Linked DNA regions of Gossypium hirsutum: region 1 is linked to region 2. Evidence: chromatin contacts called from public Hi-C data. All regions are on one chromosome and are shown on one strand. Each heading gives the region's core, a stretch centred on a gene start, on an enhancer-like site or on the middle of the called end of the contact. The rest is flanking DNA. Distances are from core to core; before and after follow the strand shown. Region 1 holds the start of LOC107939100 (protection of telomeres protein 1b). Region 2 has its middle 8.2 kb from the start of LOC107944703.

Region 1 (4,339 bases), core at 1,501-4,000, 160 kb after region 2:
AGATCCCAGTCATCCCCATGTTTCAGAACAGAATCCAAAAGAAGAAGAGTTTCCGCTTCGGTCCACACAGTACCATTGGCAGCACTCTTCTCATGGCAATCTTTCAACTCGAAATCATCCATAGACTTATCCTCGCCATAATTTCCATTTTTGAAGCATTTATCGCAAACTATGAAATTATCCTGCAGATGCATTAAAACAAATATCACTCAACTTCACAACACAATCAAGTCGACTACATGCCTTCAGCTTTGTGCAGGTAATTACAACAACGAACACAGAATACATATATATATATATCCAGACAAATTGGCACCCAAATAACCAAGCTACAGCGTCCCAAATCAAACATGAATTTGATAAGAATCTAACAAATAAAAAGCTAATACAAAAGACTTTAAGTCTGGAAGAAGAAACGTATGATTACACCTATAAAACCAGTTACTTGGAGAAACGTCATATTAAATGCTAAGCACAAATTATCTATAAGCAAACCATTGTTCATTGGGATAATTCACAGATAAAAAAAACAATTCCACACAAAATTTAAACGCAAAAAGAATCTTTCAAATTTTAAAAAATGAATTACCTTTTTATATTCATAGTACCCAGAATCACAATTATCTCCACAACTACCACAATGTAGTCTCTTCAAATCACCAAAAACATCAGAATATGAAGCCAGGGGAGGCAACTTGACTCCACTCTCTTCAACCCCATCACCACTGTTCTTACCCTTAACGACCGGCGCCGAAAGCGGCCGCAACGAATTAGGAGTAGCGACGACCCGGACTCCATTCGGGGCCCCGTTTTCGACCCGAACCCTATCATCGTTCTCGGAACCTTCGTGGGGTGGAGGCGGGGCGAGGAAGTTGATCAAACCCCAGGTTTCCAAGAAGCGGAAGACCTTGTGGAGTAAAGTGACGTCTCCGATGAGGGATTTGCGGATTTCGGTGAAAGTGAGGCGGCGAGAAGGGTCTTCCCTGTATTTGTTGATGATGAAATCCCTGTACTCCTTGTAGATTTTAGGGGTTCTTGAGATTGAGCTGCCTTCGAAGAATTCTTTCAATGCTTGCCTTTCTGTTTCGTGAATATCGTTCCAAGCAAACCAACCTAAGAAGAAGAAGAAGAAGAAGAAGAAGAAAGAAATGAGATTTTTCGTTAGGGTTTTGGAGAAGGGGAATATTGATTAATCAATTAGAAAGGAGGAACTTACTGGAGTAGCTCGGTATGGTGTAGAGGTCGAGCTCTGGTTCTTCGGGTCGATTTGAATCCGGGTTCGGGTCATGTCTAGGCTTGTTCTCCATTCCCGGGTCGTTGGTGAGGTTTGGAATTTGGATTCTCTCGGTTTTTTTGGGTCCGATTCAGGATTTACTCTGTTAATCACTTTTAATGCGAATGGGTTTTTCTATTACAACAACCGGTTCCACTCTTTAATGTCACCGACCAATCGTAATCTCGCTTGTCCAGTGCGTGATAGTAATTGAATTTAAATGAAAATTTTTCAAATTCAAAAATCAATTTGGTTGAATTGAATTACTTGGAGAAATATCACAAACAATCAAACAACTTTAAAATTATTAGTCTAAAAATTTTAAAAATTCAATTTTTAATAATATATATTTTTATCTAATCTTAACAATTTTTAAATTTAAAAATTGAACTTCAATTATTAATATATATTTTTAAATTATTAGTGTCACATTCTAAAATTAAAATAAAAAAATTTACTTAATAATCATATTTCAAAAAGTGATATTTTAATAAATTTAATAAAGAAATTCAATGGTATTAGCAATTCATAAAATTCAATTCAGTATTTTAATCAAATAAATAATTTAGATTACCTAGTGAAATTTATATATGTTAAAGTACTAAATTATGTTAAATTTAAAGTTAAATTAAATCTCAAATTCGTATGTAGTATAATGACTGAAATTAAAATTTGACCATTTTTATATAATTAAAATAATAAAAGAATTAGAATTGAAATTCAACCATTATGTTAATAAGGTAAATAAAAAAATCATATAACATGTCAAAGAAGGCTTAGAGAATTTCAATAGTGTTAACAATTCTTAAAAATCATGTCAACATTTTAATTAGAATAATATATTTAAATTAACTAATAACATTATAAATGTTAAGGTAACAACTTATGTAAAAAAACTATATATAAAAATTAGATCTTAAATTTTAGTATAATATAATGATTAAATTGAAATTTGATCTTTTATATAATATAAAACAATAAAAGAGTCAAATTTGATTTAATAATAATAAAAAAAAGAGAAAGAAAAAAATGTACATGTGTCAATTAGAGATGATAACAGAACGAAACAACAGTTATTGTTGATCGATTTTGATTTGATATATTCTTAATTTAAGTCAATCTTGATATGATTTTCAGTTAAATGTTTCGAATCTAATAAAAAATTAAATTTATACCCGAAAAATTAAATTTAATAATAATAAATGAATGGTCTATATTACAAATTTTTTGTACACTTATATTCAATTAATTAAGCCTTTTCACAAACCCAATACAAGTTGCTAGAGTGGACCAATAACAGGAAGGGGAAAGGCTCAACAAAAAGAGACAACATGCTCGAAGGCCCAAACCCTCAGCTTCCTTCATTTTAATTTAAGCCCTAAATCAGGACTAATAAATGCTCCCCCATTTCCTGCCAGACCCAACAATTAATGTGGTAGTTGGCCCATCACTCATGCTGCCTCTTCACTCTCAACACAAATACACAACCCCGCCTTCCTTAAACCATTTGTCAAATAGCAGCAGAAATTCAGAGAGGGATTGGAGACATGGGTGATTACCAGTTTCTTATGCTAAAGGACGCCATTACTTGCATTAACCAGAAAGTTAACCTATTTTCCGTCATTCTTGACTTCACTCTGCCCCAGCGAACCAAAGGCACCGGTACCCACCACCTTTTCTTTCCTCCTTTTTGCTCTCTTGTTTCCTACCTTCTGTTCTAATATGATAACTCTTTGTACTCACCTCGTTGCTTCCATACTCGTCCGAGTACCTCACTATTTCTTTATGAAAGTTATATAGATGCGGAACTTGAATTCTTTCTTTTTTCTTTTTCTTGTTTCTAATCTTCTTGATCGTATTTCTGATCGTTCTGAACTTTTTTTGCTTAGCCAGAATTCCTGTTTCGTTTGCAGATTATTTTTGTAAGCTAAAAGTAATTGACGAGTCACATTCCGAGTTCTGGGTTCCTGTGCATGTATTTGCTCAAGAAATCGACGGTCTTCCTCTTGTTGCATCTGTTGGAGATATTATTCAACTTTCACGTGTCACGGTATACTCTGATAATTCCAAAGTGTCATTTCTTGTCCTCCTTAAAATTACTTGTGTTTGGTCAGTTCATGTTTCATCTTTAATTTCTTTTTTGAAAAATTATAAATTCAGTTAAACAAGTGAAAGAAGATTAGGAAGAAGTGAGCGGACAAGTGCTAACACTCACGATAATTCATCTTTATTACCTTGTAATTGAATTTGTATGGGCTTTCACAGCAAGTTAGTTATTTGGAATAGTTCTAATGTGTATTTCTCAACTAATTTCACATATGATATACACAGTGTGGCTTTAAGCATGAATGGATGTATAATACTAAGGATTCTAGGAGTTTGAGCACTGACATTCTTTTCTGAAATCTGTTATGAATTCAATCTGCATTTTGCTGCTTATGATATAAAATGATTTAAAACTTTTTTTTTCTGGGGATTTAGGGGATTGCAATTATAAAGTGATTGAGAATGGAAGACTAGTTGAGAAGAATCTAGCCACTAATGTTTTAACAATTTGTGAAGTCAGCTAGGTTTTAGAATGGGGGAAGTATGCAACCATGGAAGAAGAAACTCTGTTGCTTATATATTGGACTATTAGTTCACGCAAGAAGGAAGGAAAAAGAAAAGATTAGCTAAAAATGAGATAACTGACAGAAAAAGAAAGAGCACCGCATATAACTTAGATCACTTAAAACAATAGTTTCATGGATGACTCATCAATAACTCAAATATCTCTTAAAATCAACTCTACCAAAATGAACGTCTAAAGTATTTAGCAAATGTTAACTGATCATAATTGGACTAAGATTGTCATTAGATTAGAACTAAGAGTGATTTAAAATTTTGACCTTGGAAATATCCTGTTTACCCGACTAGAATCAAGATAAGGTCTTATTGACAATAATATCAAGGCCTACTTCAGTGAGAGAAAAATTACTAAAACCTAGATATGAGACCCAATATAGCTGTAAATTACTGTCTTATTAACTACCAAAGAAACTTATATTTGGATGGAACAAAAGACTC
Region 2 (4,067 bases), core at 186-2,685:
TCTTATATTTAGAAATCCATAATGTTGCTTTGAGCATCAATTTGCAATTGAAGAGAATGCTTGGAAGCTCCCTTGTTTTGTTTTACGTCTTTCTAATTCGAGTACTTACCAGATGATTTTAAGCTTTGCCTTGATTTTTTTTTTGTTTTTTTGGACTCGTCTTGCCAGTTTGTTCTGTGTTATACTTAGGGGTGAGCAAAATTCGATTCGATTCAAAAAAATCAAAAAAAAATTTGAATTTCGAATTATTCGAATCGAGTTAATCGAATTAATCGAGTTAATCGAATCAACTTGATTTTTTTTCGAATTTCGAGTTCGAGTTCGAGTCGAGTTGAATTTTCGAATTCGAATAACTAAAAAAATTCGAATAAACCGAATATAAACTATATTTTTTAAATTTTAGGCTTTTACTTAAACCCAATTTCCCCTTATCCCAAACATTTTATATTTTCCATTTCCCCAAGCCGTCTGCCCAAGTTCCAAAGATTTATTTTCCCAAATCCCAATTCCTCCCCCAAATCAAACCCCCAGCAAATTCCAAACCCCAAATTATTTTTCTTCTTCTCTCCATTTCTTAAAATTTATTTTTCTCAAAAAACCCTAAAATAAACCCTCATTCCTTCTTCTTAATTATTTTTTAGTTATTTACTCACTTATTTATTCACTTATTTACTTCAATTTTTTGTTGTATGAAAAAATATTTTTTTGAAAAATTACATAAAAATAAACAACACTAAAATCATTTTTTTTTAAAATTTAACTCGAACAAATATATTCGATTCGATTCTAATTCCATCTCACTCGACTCGATTCGAGAAAACTTCAAATTAAGTTAAGATGATAAAATAAGATTCAAAAATTCGACTAACTCAAAAATTTTCAATTCGATTCGATCGAATGCTCACCTCTAATTATACTACATGTTATTGTAATCGCACTTTGACCAATATAATATCTTTTCCTTTCAAAAAAATAATTAAAATTATATTTATATTAAATAATAAAAATATTTAAATTATTTTATATTAAATAATAATTTAAAATATATTTACGCTAATAATATTTTGTTCATTAAAAATTATATAATAAAAAATTTAATATTTAATTTATTTAATTATTAAATTTATATTTATATCATATAATATATTTACTTTATATGATAAAATCAACTGCTTTTATTAATTTTGCAAACATATATTAATATGAGTTACAATAAATTATTTTCATATATTTTAATTACAATATAATAATATTAACGAAATTAAATATCACTTATCTTTCTATTAATACTTGATTGAAACAGTAATTAAAACTTTTTCAAACGGTTAATTGACATGGGTTCAAAGTTCAATTCCGATCTACTCTGACTTGGTTCACTCTGGGCCAATATTATTTTGCAAATGCAAATGGGTCCCTTGGTTATATGGGTTGTCTTGGGCTAGTGACCGGGTGGAAACCCGTGGATCAGCTCCTTTTAGGCCGTCCTTACCTGCAGGCCACCATCTACATTCCAAACTTTGGTCTTGATCTGTCATGTATACGTTATGTTTAGACCTCTTGCTCCTGCTTTTTTTCCTTTTTCTTTTTTGTGAAATCATAATTTATCATAATCCCATTGAATAATCATATGTCTTTGAGCTCGAAATAATTGATTTCACCCTGGGGTTGTTAAGGTCTAGTTAATAATAATAATACTTTTATTCATGGTTGGACCATACATATAAGATAATGTTGGTAGTCAATATATTCGAAGTCATATCTTTATACTCAGATAGAGATATCGGATGAACACCCCTTATTTCAACCAAAATCATCGAATCTGGTATTGCTGTACCAGTAAGATTCTATTTCCTACCAAAGTGGGCACCACCAAAACATCATCACATGCATGGCCAATCAAATAATTTTACCATCATGTGTCATGCTTTTCACAGACAACGATGGTCACTTGAGCCTCCTTTACATCATATGATTAGTACGTCCATTATCATCAACCAAAACCCTTCTCTATGAATTTTGGATTAATTTCATGTGGCTGTGTTTGATCTTTCTCCTGCATGTCCCAAATCCCATACTCCTGTTTTAATATCAGACAAAGGAATGAACTGTGACAAAAAAGAAACACCAGATGTCCACTTTCGTTGTATTTTTTACGATAATTTCATTACAGACATATGGTTGGATGCCTCGCGATTGTCGATTTGTTCTTGAAAAGGATTGAAACTTCTTTGCATATGTTTTGGAAGTTATTGTTATCCAATATGAACTTGTTTTCTGGCATTTTCAAAAGTTGGAAAGCTTCAACTTTCCATTGGACCGGTTCTATATTTTTGGCCATGTTCCGGATTCAAGGAGGGAAATAATGGAATCACTCAGCCCCTTATTGTGGATCACACATCGATCCAACTATACAACTTTGCCGATCCCATCTTTACTCATTAATCAATCATTTCCATTTATCAACGTCTCAAACATATATGAATGGATAAAAATATAATTTGATCTTTGAACAGATTATAGATAAAAAGATTGGAAAAAAGATTAAAAGAAGAAAAGTTGGTTGATTGACAAGAAAAGAGATATGAATGGAGGGGCACTTTAAATCCTGAAATCAACCACCACAAAAATTATCTGTTGTGACGTTTAATCGTATGGAGTGATGTTTGCCATTAAGGTTTCAACCCCACTTCTGTTTTTGGGAAGCTCTATTTGAATGGGACCGAAGAAGATTATATGAATGGCTTCTAGCCTTCTAGTGGGTCTCTTTAGCTCAAAAACTCAGGCCCATTGCCTTTGATAGCTCAAAGCATAAGATTAAGTTCTACTCGAATGGTTTTCCAGGGTTTTTTATTTTTCTTCTCCTGGCTCAGATCATCCCAACCCATACTTATATTTAGTAGAAAATGTTAAAAACCAAACACATCCACCAAACCCTAATCCCTCACACATATTAGGGTTTACAGATTCTTTCATATTATTTGTAATGACTTGTAACCAATTACCAAGTTTTTTGCGAAAAAATATCATCATTTTATTTATATTTCACACCTCACAAATGAGGTTCCTATTACACGTCAGGATACTAGATATTGTTTGGTGATGTTGAACATGCCGAAAGGCGCGACATGTATTTTTGCCAGGTGTCAAGAGTTGAGGGTCAAAGAATAGACAAGTCATATGCCACGTGGCGTTTAAACCATTTAAGCATATTATATTACAGTGTGCTGCCTTGAGAAGGAAATTAGTTGCCGGGAAACTTCTAGTAAAGAGAGGAGTAAAAAAGGAGTAATGGTGGCGTTTGGTTGGGTGGAATTTGATACACTCATACAGAAAGAAAACACAGGAAAAATTTCAGTGGCTCATGGAATGTGGGTTGGTCGTTGAAACAGTAGGACCCCTTTTTGAGAAGGATAGATCATCATATTTGCCACGATGGATGTGTTTTGCTTCGATGTTCCAGATGGAGATTTGAAAAGTTGTAACATAAAAATGTGATTAAATATGAAACATATGTTTCGTTCATGTCCCCAAATGACTTAGCATGCAATGTTAACTCAAATGATAAATGATTAAACATCAAGCAACCCATGTGATTTTGGTCATTGCTCTAATCAGAACTTGTTTTTGCTTCAAATCATCGCAACTACAAAGTGGTTCATTTATACAGGATATTTCCCAACCCTAAACTTTCCTATTAACATATTAACTTTGATTATTTGGATATATATAGATATATATATAATTATTTTTTCGTGCTTTATCATCAATATGATTGAAAACCCAATACAAAAAATCTTAAATCACTTTTCCAGATTACCCGTTTAAAATAACTACTTGTTCATCATTAATGTAAAATAAACATATTCCTTTTTGGCATGTTTTGAAGACAGTAGCATCCTTTCCTAATGATGAAAGTGTTTTTTTTTTCAAATCAAACTTTATCCATGATCATTTAATTAAATATCAAACAATATAAGGATTTAGGATAATCTGTATGTTGTAGGCCAATTTTGGCCCGTTTACAAAATACCCAGGCCCATTAAACTATTTAACCCATCCTTAAATCC

What was found. A called contact is a pair of places that touch in the nucleus more often than the background predicts.
Region 1: a contact with region 2 is called in a Hi-C map of hypocotyl, with 2.5 times the contacts expected there. The contact joins the promoter of LOC107939100 here to the enhancer-like site in region 2. A contact is called at or near these places in 5 of 34 Hi-C or Micro-C datasets (hypocotyl and leaf).

The regions. Positions count from the first base shown.
Region 1 is chrA12:100,139,375-100,143,713 of Gossypium_hirsutum_v2.1, forward strand. It overlaps LOC107939100 (protection of telomeres protein 1b), which reads left to right and starts at 2,751. Exons shown (of 10, transcript XM_016872379.2): 1 at 2,751-2,935; 2 at 3,187-3,323. The coding sequence starts at 2,821. LOC107939099 (SWI/SNF complex subunit SWI3A) reads right to left here and starts at 1,377. Exons shown (of 7, transcript XM_016872378.2): 1 at 1,217-1,377; 2 at 590-1,113; 3 at 1-182. The coding sequence starts at 1,307.
Region 2 is chrA12:99,976,971-99,981,037 of Gossypium_hirsutum_v2.1, forward strand. No RefSeq gene overlaps it. Among protein-coding and RNA genes, the nearest start is that of LOC107944703, 8.2 kb to the right of the region's middle. Within about 2 kb of position 1,436, at least 5 of the 9 cell types and tissues checked have an H3K27ac peak or open chromatin away from gene starts, as enhancers often do. A contact at or near this core is called in hypocotyl and leaf, where this site is marked.